Linked DNA regions of Callithrix jacchus: region 1 is linked to region 2. A link is a contact called in public Hi-C data. All regions are on one chromosome and are shown on one strand. The core of a region is the stretch at or near the end of the contact, and the rest is flanking DNA. Distances in the headings are between cores, read along the strand shown.

Evidence for each region. A called contact is a pair of places that touch in the nucleus more often than the background predicts.
Region 1: a Hi-C map of induced pluripotent stem cells shows a contact between it and region 2, with 1.9 times the contacts expected there. The contact joins the enhancer-like site here to the promoter of SRSF10 in region 2. A contact is called at or near these places in 2 of 3 Hi-C or Micro-C datasets (induced pluripotent stem cells and skeletal muscle).

Annotation. Positions count from the first base shown.
Region 1 is chr7:60,724,771-60,731,446 of calJac240_pri, reverse strand. No RefSeq gene overlaps it. Among named protein-coding and RNA genes, the nearest start is that of SRSF10, 45 kb to the right of the region's middle. Within about 2 kb of position 4,341, at least 5 of the 16 cell types and tissues checked have an H3K27ac peak or open chromatin away from gene starts, as enhancers often do.
Region 2 is chr7:60,679,836-60,686,412 of calJac240_pri, reverse strand. It overlaps SRSF10 (serine and arginine rich splicing factor 10), which reads left to right and starts at 3,408. Exons shown (of 7, transcript XM_078330732.1): 1 at 3,408-3,576; 2 at 4,894-5,058; 3 at 5,436-5,803. The coding sequence starts at 5,771. It also overlaps the pseudogene LOC108592415.

The DNA of each region.
Region 1 (6,676 bases), core at 3,092-5,591, 44 kb before region 2:
TGATAATCACATTTCAAAGGAATTGCTTTCAGGTCTTTGAGAAAGGAAAGTTGTAGGAGGTACACACACATCTCAAAGGGGCAGAGGAAGGAGTCTCAATAGGAAGCCCTTTTCATGAATGCTTTGTGAAAAAGCAGTCAGGGGTCTACGTTAGGTGCTGGCTGCAACAAACAGTGAAGACTTTTGATAGTCCGGAGATTTTATAGACAGGAACTTAAAAAGGGGCTGGATGGTCCCAGAGATGCCACCACAGGCTGCTAGAAGCCATGATAGACTGGTCAAATCTCTTAGCACAGGGGTTTGGACAGTCATTAGGTGACAGGAGTTCCTGGCAATTCTAACTACCATCATCCCAGACCCCAGTCAGGGACCCTGACCTTGCCCTTGCTACTTGCCTGCCTGCCAGCAACCTCTATTCTTGCCCATAAGCTGCCAACAGCCTCACCAATAATTGCTATTTACATCATATTTGACTTGGAGGCTCACAGTCTGCTGCTGGCAGAGGAAGGACTCAACTTTCTTTGCCGCTTGGGCTCCTGGTGCTACAGTTCCATTAGCTTTTGTTGTTGTTGTTGTTGTTGCCCAGGTTGGAGCACAATGGCATGATCTTGGCTCACCACAGCCTTCACCTCGAGGGTTCAAGTGATTCTCCTGCCTCAGCCTCCCAAGTAGCTGAGATTACAGGCATACGCCACCACGCCCAGCTAATTTTGTATTTTTAGTAGAGACGGGGTTTCTCCATGTTTGCCAGGCTGGTCTTGAACTCCCGACCTCAGGTGATCCGCCTGCCTCAGCCTCCCAAAGTGCTGAGATTACAGGCATGAGCCACTGTGCCTGGCTCCATTAGCTTTTATATCCAAATTAGTTTTCTTCCCCAGTGCAACCATGAGCCACCACCCTGTGCACAGCCACACCCTGTGCAAAGAGCAACTGCCTACATCCCATACAAGGCCCCACGTCTGAGCCTAGCATGGCATATTCCTTCTTCTCCATTGCGGCTTCTCCCTCTGGAACACAATTCCACCTATGGTGTGGCTCCATCCCCCACCAAACATGCCCAGGTAAATTTGACCCCCAAGTGAGAGCAAAGCTCACATTCTTTACTGGTGCTCCTAGACCTGTGAAATAAACAGTTGTAACCATGCAACCAGATGCTATTTTATACTGTTATCTAATGTGGGTTTTGTTTCTGAATCTTTCCACCCATTTCAGAAGCAGGTAGGACATTTGAAGCTCATTCCCTCAGGAAGTGATGGGGGTGACAGCAGAACAAAGAGTCCATTCTTAGCTTTTGAGTTTCAAATAGACCTTTGAAATTTATACCAGAGAACATATTTGTGGGGGAAAATAGGGGCAGGAGTTGAATTTTTAAATCTAAAGCCTGGGCCAGGCGCAGTGGCTAACATCTGTAATCCCAGAGCTTTGGGAAGCCAAGGAGAGGATTGCTTAAATCCAGGAGTTTGAGACCAGCCTGGACAATATAGCGAGGCTCGGTTTCTACAAAAAATAAACAAAAATTCACCAGGCATTGTGGAGCACCTGTAGTCCTAGCTATTTGGGAGGCTAAAGTGTGAGGATCACTTAAACTGGGAAGTCTGAGGCTGCATGAGCCATGATCGTGCCACTGCACTCCAGCCTGGGCAGCAGAGTAAGATCCTGACTCATAAAATAAAATAAAATCTGGCAGGGTGCAGTTGCTTATGCCTGTATCCTAGCATCTTGGGAGGCTGAGGCAGGAGGATCATCTGAGGGCAGAAGTTCGAGACCAGCCTGGCAACATGGTGAAACCCTGTCTCTACTAAAAATACAAAAATTAGCCAAGCATGGTGGCACACACCTGAAATTCCAGCTACTCAGGAGGCTGAGGTGGGAGAATCACTTGAACCCAGGAAATGGAGGTTGCAGTAGGCCGAAATGACACCACTGCACTCCAGCCTGGGTGACAGATTGAGGATCTGTCTCAACAAAAAATAAAATAAAAGCTAAAGCCTGAAAAAAAATTTATGTCTCAATAAATTCAGTGTGATGAAGTCCAGCAATTGCAGCTTCAAGACTGAGAGGACTGAGTCAAATTGTGGGGGGGGCACTTAGGTGTTGTGTCACTGAGAAGGGGCCCTGTTCCATGTCATGCTTGTTCCCTGGCCCATTCGCAAGGGTAAGAATGATGTCAGACCCCATCGAGACTCATTGAGGATCCAAGAGCAGAGAAGACCAAAGGCAGATGTTCTGGGAGGCTCCCACAGCTCAAGCTTTGGCCCTTTTACTTGCATTGGCCTCTCCCAATGCCCTGGACCTAATTTCACATTAACAGTTTCATTGTCTTTTTTTTTTTTTTTTTTTTTTTTCTGAAATGGAGTCTTGCTCTGACGCCCAGGCTGGAGTTCACTGGCACGATCTCGGCTCACTGCAACCTCTGCCTCCTGGTTTCAAGTGATTCTCCTACCTCAGCCTCCCGAGTAGCTGGGATTACAGGTGCACATCATCACACCCGGCTAATTTTTGTAGTTTTAGTAGAGCCAGGGTTTCACCATGTTGGTCAGGCTGGTCTCAAACTCCTGACCTCATGATCCACCTGCCTCGGCCATACAAAGTGCTAGGATTATAGGTGTGAGCCACCGCAGCTGACTAATGGTTTCCATTATCTTTAAAGAAGACCCCTAGAACTACATAAGCTTCAGGATCTGCCCCTGAAGAGGACCCAAGCCTCACTTCCTCAGAAAGAATCCCAGGACACTAGCCTGTTGGACGTAAGACCAGGAAGAGCAAAAACACCCTGGCTGAAACCGCAATCAAACAGCTCCCGGCCAAAGCCCCAGCTGACTGCAATTGCAAGTGATCTCGGACGAGACCAGCGGAAGAACCATCCATCAAATAGCTGACCCACACAGTCCTAAGCAAATAAGACAGTTGTTGTCATAAGCCACTAAATCCAAGAGTGTTTTGTTATACAGAAATAGATAACTGATGCAGTGAATTTGGACAAGTCATCAAAAAAAAAAAAGAATTTTTGGACGAGTCACTTTATTCACTCAAAATAATATTTACTGGGAAAAAGAAGTGAAGGGCGACAGAATACGCCACCACAAAATATGCCATTTTGGCTTAAGAATTATTTTGAGTTAGGGCCGGGCGCGGTGGCTCAAGCCTGTAATCCCAGCACTTTGGGAGGCCGAGGCAGGTGGATCACAATGTCAAGAGATCAAGACCATCCTGGTCAACATGATGAAACCCCGTCTCTACTAAAAATACAAAAAATTAGCTGGGCACGGTGGCACGTGCCTGTAATCCCAGCTACTCAGGACGCTGAGGCAGGAGAATTGCCTGAACCCAGGAGGCGGAGGTTGCCGTGAGCCGAGATTGTGCCATTGCACTCCAGCCTGGGTAACAAGAGTGAAACTCCATCTCAAAAAAAAAAAGAATAAAGGCATGAACACTGACACTTTTTCTTTCTAAAAGCAAATCCCCAGTGAAAGTTCTTCTTTCAGACCAGTCCAGTGGCTCACACCTATAATCCCAACACTTTGAGAGGTCAAGGCAGGAGGATCATTTGAGTCCAGGAGTTCAAGACCAGCCTTGGCAACATGGTGAAACCCCATCTCTATTAAAAATACAGAAATTAGCTGGGCATGGTGGCACATGCCTATCATTCCAGCCACAAGGGGGACTGAGGCACAAGAACTGCTTGAACCCAGGAGGCAGAGCTTGCAGTGAGCCAAGATCACACCACTGCACTCCAGCCTGGGCCACACAGCAAGACTTCATTTAAAAAAAAAAAAAGATGGGCGGGACACAGTGGCTCATGCCTATAATCCCAGCACTTTGGGAGGCTGAGGCGTGTGGATCACTTGAGGTCAGGAGTTTGAGACAAACCTGGCCAACATAATGAAACCCCCACACACACTAAAAAAAATACAAAAATTAGCCAGGCATGGTGGCAGGCACCCGTAATCCCAGCTACTCGGGAGGCTGAGGCAGGAGCATTGCTTGAACTCCGGAGGCGGAGGTTGCGGTGAGCCGAGATCATGTCACTGCACTCCAGTCAGGGCGACAAGAGTGAGACTCCATCCCCCTGCCCCAGCCACAAAAAAGAAAAATATCCTGTGTTAGCAAGACTCTCAAAGGCAAGCTCTGAATACGTCAACTGGAATGGCAAAACTGAAAGATGCTCTCCCAGTGCCTAAGCAAAGCTATTCTCAATCCTAAAGCTGGGGAGCCCTGGAGTACCCTCCCCAGAAGTCTTTCTTACCCAGGATTCAGTGTGCACAAATTCAAAGGCTGAGGGAGTGAGTAGGTTTCCTAACTCAGTTCTCCATGCCAAAGTTCATCCTCCCAGCTGAGAGCAGGCTAGAACTATTTCAGGCCCAACGTCAACATCCTTGAGAAGTTCTTATCTGGAAAGAGTGGGGAGGTTGCCATGGCAACCTTTCCCAGGCCCAGCCCTGGCAGCACTCCAAGGCACACAAATAAAGCCATTAGAATGTGGTGCAGAGCTCAGGGTGGGATAACTAGAAAGTTGCCAAGTTTCCATGAAAACCAAAAACATGAGGCCTCAGCTCCTGGAAGATGTCAGCAGGGAAGCTTGGGTCCTCACAGTGTCTACCCATTGAAATATAACACATTCCTCAACAGCACATATGTGCGTGCACACAGGATCACATGCACACGGCCTGCTTGGAGGACAGCGACACTGCTTCTTGAAAAAGAGGCTTGTTGAAAGGAGAGCACTGACCTTAGAGCCAGACAGAGATTCCAGTGCCCACCCTGACAATTCCTAGGAACCCCAGGCCTGTTTCTGAACAAATCCTCACCGCCACCTCTCTTGCCTTCTCCATGTGTTTGCTCCAGGGTCATCTTCACAAGACATTCCCGGTTCTCTCTCTCTCTTCTTTCTTTCTTTTTCTTTCTTCCTTCCTCTTCCTTCCCTTTCCTTTCCATCTTTCCTCCCTCCCTCCCTCCCTTCCTTCCTTCTTTCTTTCTTTCTTTTCTTCCTTCCTTCCTTTCTTTCCTGGCCAAAGAGTCTTGCTCTGTTGCCCAGGCTGGAGTACAATGGTACAATCTCAGCTCACTGTGACCTCCACATCCCAGGTTCAAGCGATTCTCCTGCCTCAGCCTCCCAAGTAGCTGGGATTATGGGCATGTGCTAATTTTGTACTTTTAGTAGAGACGGGGTTTCACCATGTTGGTCGGCTGGTTTTGAACTCCTGATCTCAGGTGATCCACCCACCTCAACCTCCCAAAGTGCTGGGATTACACGCGTGAGCCACCTAGCCCAGCCACCCTGGTGACTAAATAAAATTGCAGGCTGGGCACATTGGCTCATGCCTGTAATCCCAGCACTATGGGAGGCCAAGGTGGGTAGATTGCTTGAGGACAGGAATTCAAGACCAGTCTGACCAACAAGATGAAACCTCATCTCTACTAAAAAGACAAAAGTTACCAAGTGTGGTGATGCATGCCTATAATTCCAGGTACTTGGGAGGCTGAAGCAGGAGAATTGCTTGAACTCACGAGGCCGAGGTAGCAGTGAGCAGAGATTGTGCCACTGCACTCCAGCAAGATTTTGTCTCAAAAAAAAAAAAAAAATCAGGCCGGACACAGTGGCTCACACCTGTAATCCCAGCACTTTGGAAGACCAAGGCAGGTGGATCACAAGGTCAGGAGTTCGAGACCAGCCTGACCAGCATGGTGAAACCCCATCTCTCCTAAAAATAAAAAAATTAGCCAGGCATGGTGGCATGTGTCTATAGTCCCGGCTACTCAGGAGACTGAGGCAGGAGAATTGCTTGAACCCAGAAGGCAGAAGTTGCAGTGAGCTGAGATCGCACCATTGCACTCCAGCCTGGGCAACAGAGCAAGACTCCGTCTCAAAAAAAAAAATCAAATTGCAGCCTCCCCCACCCCCCAGATCCCACTCTTCTTTATTTTTCTCCATGCTCTTAGCACCATCTCACATACTCTGTATTTTACTTCCTTATCTTATTTATTGCCTTGTTAATGTCAGTTCCACAAGGACAGGAATTTTTGTCCATTTTGCCCATGCTCTATCTCCGATGCCTAGAACAGTGCCTGGCATGTAGTAGATGCATGAGGAACATTGTCGAGTAAATGCATGGACTTCTGCGAACATTAGTTTTGTCATTAGCCAAATAGGAATCATTGTACCACCAAAGGATTAATGTGAGGGTTGAAGGAGACACTATGCCATAAGTGCCCAGTCCTTAGGAGGGGTATTAGCGTCACTTCTGGTTACATCCTCCATGTGGTCAGGCCTCCTCATCACCTTTCTTTAGTACATAGATCGAATTTAAAAACAATTTTCATGGAATCTTACTTTCTGTCTGGGTAGGGGTATACCTGACCGCTGAGCCCAAGAACTTATCTGTGTCCTAGTCCTGCAAAACTACTAGACATTAAGCCATGTGTGGTGGCTCACACCTTTGGGAGGCCGAGGCAGATGAATCACAAGGTCAGGAGTTCGACACCAGCCTGGCCAACATGGGGAAACCCTTTTACTAAAAATACAAAAATTAGCCAGGCATGGTGGTGGACACCTATAATCCCAGCTACTCGAGAGGCTGAGGCAGGAGGATTGCTAGAACTTGGGAAGCAGAGGTTGCAGTGACCCAAGATCACACCATTGCAATCCAGTCTCGGTGACAGAGTGAGACCCCACCTC
Region 2 (6,577 bases), core at 2,159-4,658:
TTGCTGGAACCCAGGAGGCAGAGGCCACAGTAAGTTGAGATCCAGACACTGCATTTCAGCCTAGGTAACAGAGCAAGACTATGTCTCAAAAAATAAAATAAAAGTAAATAAAAATCAAAAACAAGAAAAAACCCATTGCATTACTGTTTCTTTCATATCACGAATCTGCGATTACTTTGTTTACTTATTTTCTCATTGTCTCCTCTAGAAATATAAGCTGTATGTCTTTCATTACTGACTTTCAAGCTGCTAGCAGAATGTCTGACACATAACAGGTAATCAAACTTTTTGTTTTGTTTTTCACCTCAGCCTCCCAAAGTGCTGGAATCACATGTGTAAACTGTCAGGTCTCCATATGCAAGCCTGGAGCCTGAAAGTCTGAAGTCCTGCTTGCCTCGGCTGAAGTCTCCCACCCCCTACCTGCATTCGCCATTGTCCCTGATTGTCCAGCTGAGCTTCCTCCGACAAGCCCCTCACCCAACACTGCCATCTTAACTGTTCTCATGATAATGTAAATACCTCTCACCCAACCCCACCACTGTAACTGAACTTACTCTGCAACGCCCCCACCCTCCAAAAACTACCCAAACCTATAAAGCCAACTCCTATCCCACTGCCCTTTGCTAATGCTCTTTTTGGCCTTAGTCCACTTGCACCCAGCTGAATAAACAGCCATGTTGCTACACAAAGCCTGTTTGGAAGGTCTCTTCATTCAAAGCGCCCGTTTTTTCAACATAAACCACCTTGCCTGGCCCAACATTTTAATAAATTAAGCATGCAAATCTTCCTGGGAAACAAAAATTTAAAATAGCTCTGCTACAGATTGCTACAAACTATCACTACTTGCATCAAATCACTTAATTGTCTTAGATGCTGAATGACACAAAACTAATGCTTTTATGGCTTTTTATGAAATAAAAGCTCATTTAATTAAACAGTAGTTGAATCCCTGCTACTTGCTTGGCACTGTGCCACACGCTGGAGGCATTCTAACTGGAGTTCCCTCTTCTCCAGAAGTTTACTCTTACGGAGCAGGAAATGGCTCTCAATAGGGTCTCCAAAGTCAAAACTATACTAAAGATTATTTGCTATTTTCTTGCTCATTCACTTACAAGCTGTTAAAAAACGCACGCTTTGAAAGAGGAGACTCCCCAAGCAGGCTTTGTGTGAGCAAAATAGCTGTTTATTTACCTGGGCACATGTGGGCTAAGGCAGAAAAGGGCGTTACCAAAGGGCGGTGGGATAGTTTTCTTTTTTTTTTTTCTTCGAAGAAAATCACTTTATTCTAATTAACTCACAAAGAATAAAATCATAACAGCTAGTTTAAGGAGACCACATAAACATTTGACCAACTCCAAATTCTACAGAGTAGGAACACTCCCTTCCATTTCAATTCTGAAGCAAGGAAGCTAGGAATGACAGGAGAGGTTTAACTGAGGGCTACACTTTTTACTTTCACTATCAATTAAATTTTTATATTAAATTAATTTGGTTATGAGAGCTGGTTTTCCATTTCTCCAGGCTGAACTTCTTGATTAGGTCAATCCGTTTGCAAGTCGGCACTGTTTCAGCCCTCACTGAAACCCTCACAGAGCTTGGTTCTGGGCACACTCCAAGAACTGTTTGATCTCATAGAGAAGCAAGGCTGCTGCTGATGTGCCGGCTGGGTTCCCTGAGGCTCCTGGTAAGTGATGTCAGGCCTCGCAGGCTTAGGATCACTTCCTCCACTGAAGCCCCCAGTAATGGCGTGGCCCAGTGTGTGCCCCACAGCAGAGCCCACAGCCACGCCAGCTGCGGTGGTTGCCATCTGGGACAGCAGACCTGGCTGCCAGGGCGCAGCAGCAGAGAGCCAACTGCAGAGGGGGGTGCCGCTACTGGTGGCTGAGCGGCTGGTGCTGGCCTGGGCGCAGCTCTCATCTGAGGGACCCGGCTGGCCGGAGGGGCCATGCGTGAGGTGGGGGAGCTAGGCCTTTAGACGTGCAATAACCAGGGAAGAGCTCAGCGGCTTCTCAGGAGTTGGTTTTATAGGTTGAGGGGAATCTTTTGGGGAGGGGGCAGGGGTGTTATGGAGTAGGATCAGTTACAGTGGGGGGGGAGGGGCAAGGAGTATACATTACTATAAATTCAGTTGTAATGGCGGGTGGGGTAAGAGTAGTTAAGATGGTAGGGTCGGGTGAGGAATATTCACACTATCATAGGAACAATTAAGGTGGCAGGGTGGGGTGAGAACCTTAAAGTCCGGGGGAAGCTCCTCTGGGCGATCAGGGATAATGGCGAACGCAGCGGGGTAAGTGGGAGGTAATCAGCCGAGGCAGGCAGGACTTTATAGACTCTCTGGGTCCAGGCTTGCACGTGGAGGCCTGACACGTGCAGGTGGTGTTTTCCAGAGGGTACATGTTGTGATGTGTGAAAAAGGGTAGTGGAGTGTGTCAAAGTTTTCTCCATTTTAAGTTCTCATTCAGTAACTACTTATTAACAGGTATAACCCATACTTAGGTATAACCCATTAATAGGTATAACCCATACTTTAAAAAAAAAAAAAAAAAGCTCTTTGGAATCTTCCATCAACTACCAAGAATATAAAGGGGTTCTGAGACAAAAAGTTTTGAGAACAGGGATGGGGGTTGCAAAAAGCAAAAAGTTTTTTCTGCAATACAGGTCCGATGCATACCCTGGAAGCCGTCAGCAACAACGAATACACTACAGATAACCACGGATCCTACAGTGTGAGGTTTGGTCCCACCCAGAAAGTTGGGAGCCAAATGCGTGGCTAAGTGGAGATGGCCAGGGTTTGGGTGAGGGGCAAAGGCGAGTTGAAAGCACTGGAGAGACAGGCCCGACTCTGTGCTAGGGAACACACCTCCTTCCTTTGCATACTTAATACAAGAAGCTATAAATCCTTCTCTTGCTGGTCAGGGCATAACCTGGACCAAACGGGAAATTTTATTTTATTTTTTTTATAACACCATGCCTCAAAAGTGCAACCAACAAACGGGAAATTTAAGGCAAAATAAGAGCAGAGCATAACTTGGACTAAAGGGAAAATTTAAGGCAGCCTCTCTAAATTACATAGCTTAAAAATCTGTCCACTTAGTAATAACTGCAAAGTTCGGCCTAAAGACTAAAACACATGCTTCCTGATTTGGGGGTGGAGATGAAGGGGAGTGCAAGAAGAAAAGGGCGGGAAAGTGAAGACCTAAAGAAAGAAATAACCGGCTAGGGGGAGGGGAAGAGGCACCACAAGAGGCCAATGAACGAGACCGAGGCTGAGACGCGTGCGCCAGTTCTCCGCATGCGCAGGCGCACGCCTGGTGATCTCGCGGGAAAGAACCGTTGCGGGCCCGGCTTTGCGCCGAGATAGGAGGGGGTGTGGAGGCGGGAGTGAAGTCTCGCGAGAAGAGGCGGTTGCCGTAGCGGAGCCCTCTGGCTGTGTGTGGCTGAGGTTTCGGCGCCGGAGTCGCGGACGGTCTGCTGAACCCGTTAGTGCGCCCGGCCGAGACACGCCGCCGCCATGTCTCGCTACCTGCGTCCCCCAAACACGTCTCTGTTCGTCAGGAACGTGGCCGACGACACCAGGTGGGTACAAGGCAGGTATTCCGAGCCTAGCGGGGAGGCCGCAGGCTCCCGGAGAGGACCCTGGCGGTGGCGGCACTGGGCCGGGGGAGGGGAAAGGGTGAAGATGGCGCGTCCGGCTCCCGCTTTGGCGCCGAACTAGGCCGCGTAGCCGGCCTCAGCCGCCGCATGGGAGCGAGGGCAGCGCCTCTGCCCTCACCCGACCGCGTGGCGGGGTTTTCCGAGCCCCCTCCCCCTCTGCAGTTCGCAGCCCCTTTCTCCCCGCTTCCTCCCGGCGCGGGCAGCCCCCGCCGTGGCCTTTCCGCCAGCCGACGGCCGCCCCCCATTGATTCGAAGTTCACGTTCTTCGGGGTGCACGCCCCCTTGGCCCAGAGATTTTTTTTTTTTCCAGCTAAGAGTGAGGTGAAATAACGGGATCGAGGGAGAGGAATGCTGCTTTTATCCTTTTTTTGTTGCCGTTGTTAATATTTGGGGTTTTTAATCAGATGGAGGTGTTTGGAGAAAGGGAACGTTGAGATTTGGGGAGTTAGATTCCTCCAGTTACTTGTTGCGAGTAGTTTTTCTTATTTCCTGGAAATTCTGGTCAGCCTTTGAAAAGGGAGGTTTAGGAAGCCTCAGTCATTAGGACGTTGACAACCAAATTAGATTATTTTAGACCTACCTTAAATAGGCTTTGTTCTCACCCATTCCCTTGTTTCGAGTTGCTTTCAGATTATTTTGGAAGAGATCTTAACTACAAATGAGGCTTCGTATTTCACAAATAATCTACACACAGAAAATACATGGTTTGGGTTTTTTGGTGTTTTTGTTGGGTTTATTTATTTTTTGCTAGCTTTGTGATCCTTTGTCTTAAATTTAAGCTGGAAAGACATAATAGTAATTACGTTAGCGTCTGGAGAAATTTTCCCTTTACGTCATTTTGACATTATTTAAGGCATTCGATATTTGTGACTTTTTCAGTCCGTATTTGCCTACTGTTAAGTGTCTAAACCTGTCGCTACAATTGGGGAGTAAAAATAAGTGCTTGGTGTTTTTCAAAGTACTGGAGTCGATTTGATGCTGTAAAAAGTAAAACAAAATAAAAAATAGCAGTGTTTACATACAACCTAATGCTGTTGTACCTTTTATGAAAAACGAAGGCTATAGATAAAAACAAAGGTCATTCCCTTGTACCTAATGTCTGCTGTTGTCCTGTTAATGTAAACTGCATTTTTATCTTTCAAATTCTTGAACCTAGCTTTCCTTTATCAAAAAGATATATTGCCTATACATCTTAAGGACTTGAACATAAAAATTTGAGGTCTTTTTATGATGTTTTAGGTCTGAAGATTTACGGCGTGAATTTGGTCGTTATGGTCCTATAGTTGATGTGTATGTTCCACTTGATTTCTACACTCGCCGTCCAAGAGGATTTGCTTATGTTCAATATCCTTTCTTCAGATGGCTGATTAGTGAGGGGTGTTGAAGTTTGAAATTCAAGTTTATGTAAGTGGTAACATCTAAAAAGTAGTTTGTTTTTGTCCTCTAATGTCTGTGTCTTCAAATTTTTGAAAATTAATTCTGACTCACACATTGCTCTTGTTATTTCTTAAAGTTAATTCAAAAATGGTAAAATATTTAAATTCCCATTCATGCTTCTGAAACTCAAATCAATGATTATATGTGTGATTTAAATTTGAATGCACTCTAGTTGCTACTACCTTTAAGTCCATTAAAAGTTAATATGTTCTTGTGCTTAGCAATTAAAATTTGGTATTCTTGTTTGTTAATTTGAATCACTTGATCAAAAACAAATTGTATAACAATGAGGTAAACTTCTTTAATATTGTCCCCTAATTTGCTGTCCTCTGTTGTTACCTCAGAGAATGTAAAGCTGTACAGTTATGGCGACCCCAAAGAGAAAGCATGAAAGAACCTTTAGAGTAGAGTTCAACACTTAAGGCAAGTAGACAAGCCAAAGACCTCTTAAGGATCAGGCTTGAAGAGAAGGGAGAGTTTGGGAAAAGAAAAAATAAAGAAAAGCTGGAAGAAGGACAAGCCTAATGGGAGACAAAGCCTCGCTTTATCTACAAAAGGGGGAAAAGGTTGTTTTTCAAAGTTAAAGATAAAGCCATCTGTCATATTTGGCCAAGCATCTCATGACAAGTCCTTCTGACAAGCACTTAAAGAGTTAAAGGTCAAGATGAAGTTGAATTGAATGATGGCCAAGATTAAAGGAGTCATACCTGATGTATCCTACAGAATAACTATTTTTCTTTTTTTTTCTTTTTTTTTTATATTTTGTAAGCAGTTAATTTTCAAAATCTGGTTTGGTCTAGTGACAAAACCTATAACTTGATTTGTGTGGGCCTTTGATGATGTGATTGTGGTCTTGTATAAATGCACTCTCTCTTAGTTTATCAAGTTAAAGTGTAACAGGATGTATATTGTTAAGATTAAATTCAGCATATTTTGGTTTTGGACCAGGTGGTCAGATGCCACGGAATAGCAGGCAGTGCTCTTTGGAGTAGCATGGGTTCTGGGGTTAAGCCACAGAGCCCTGCTTAAAGGAGAGACAGGTGTATGCACTGGGGACTACTTAGAAACAGCTTGGGTGGTCTTAAAGGGTCAGAGCCACTAGAAATTCTGTTTATATATAGATTTTAAAGTGCTTGCTGGGGACACACAAACCCTTAACTTCTGGAATTTAGCCCTGTGAAGACTGCTAGCCCTGTGCTGCTTTAGCGCAAATGATCAGTTGGCCCTGAATGAGTTGCAGAAGGCATTCTTCCTAATGTAGATGCCTAATTGGGACCGGTGAGAGACTGGTCCCTGACCCAGAGTTTCAGGTGATCTTACTTCCTCCTTTCAGTGTGAGATCATCTCCCTGCAACAAGGGTTTGGGTTTCGGACCACAAACTAGGAAAAATTCTTCCTGCTTAAATTCAGTGGGCCTCCTGAAACTTGTAATACATTAGTTGAGTCCTTGTGAGACAGGGAAAAGCCAAAAGCTACTCCTGCAGGG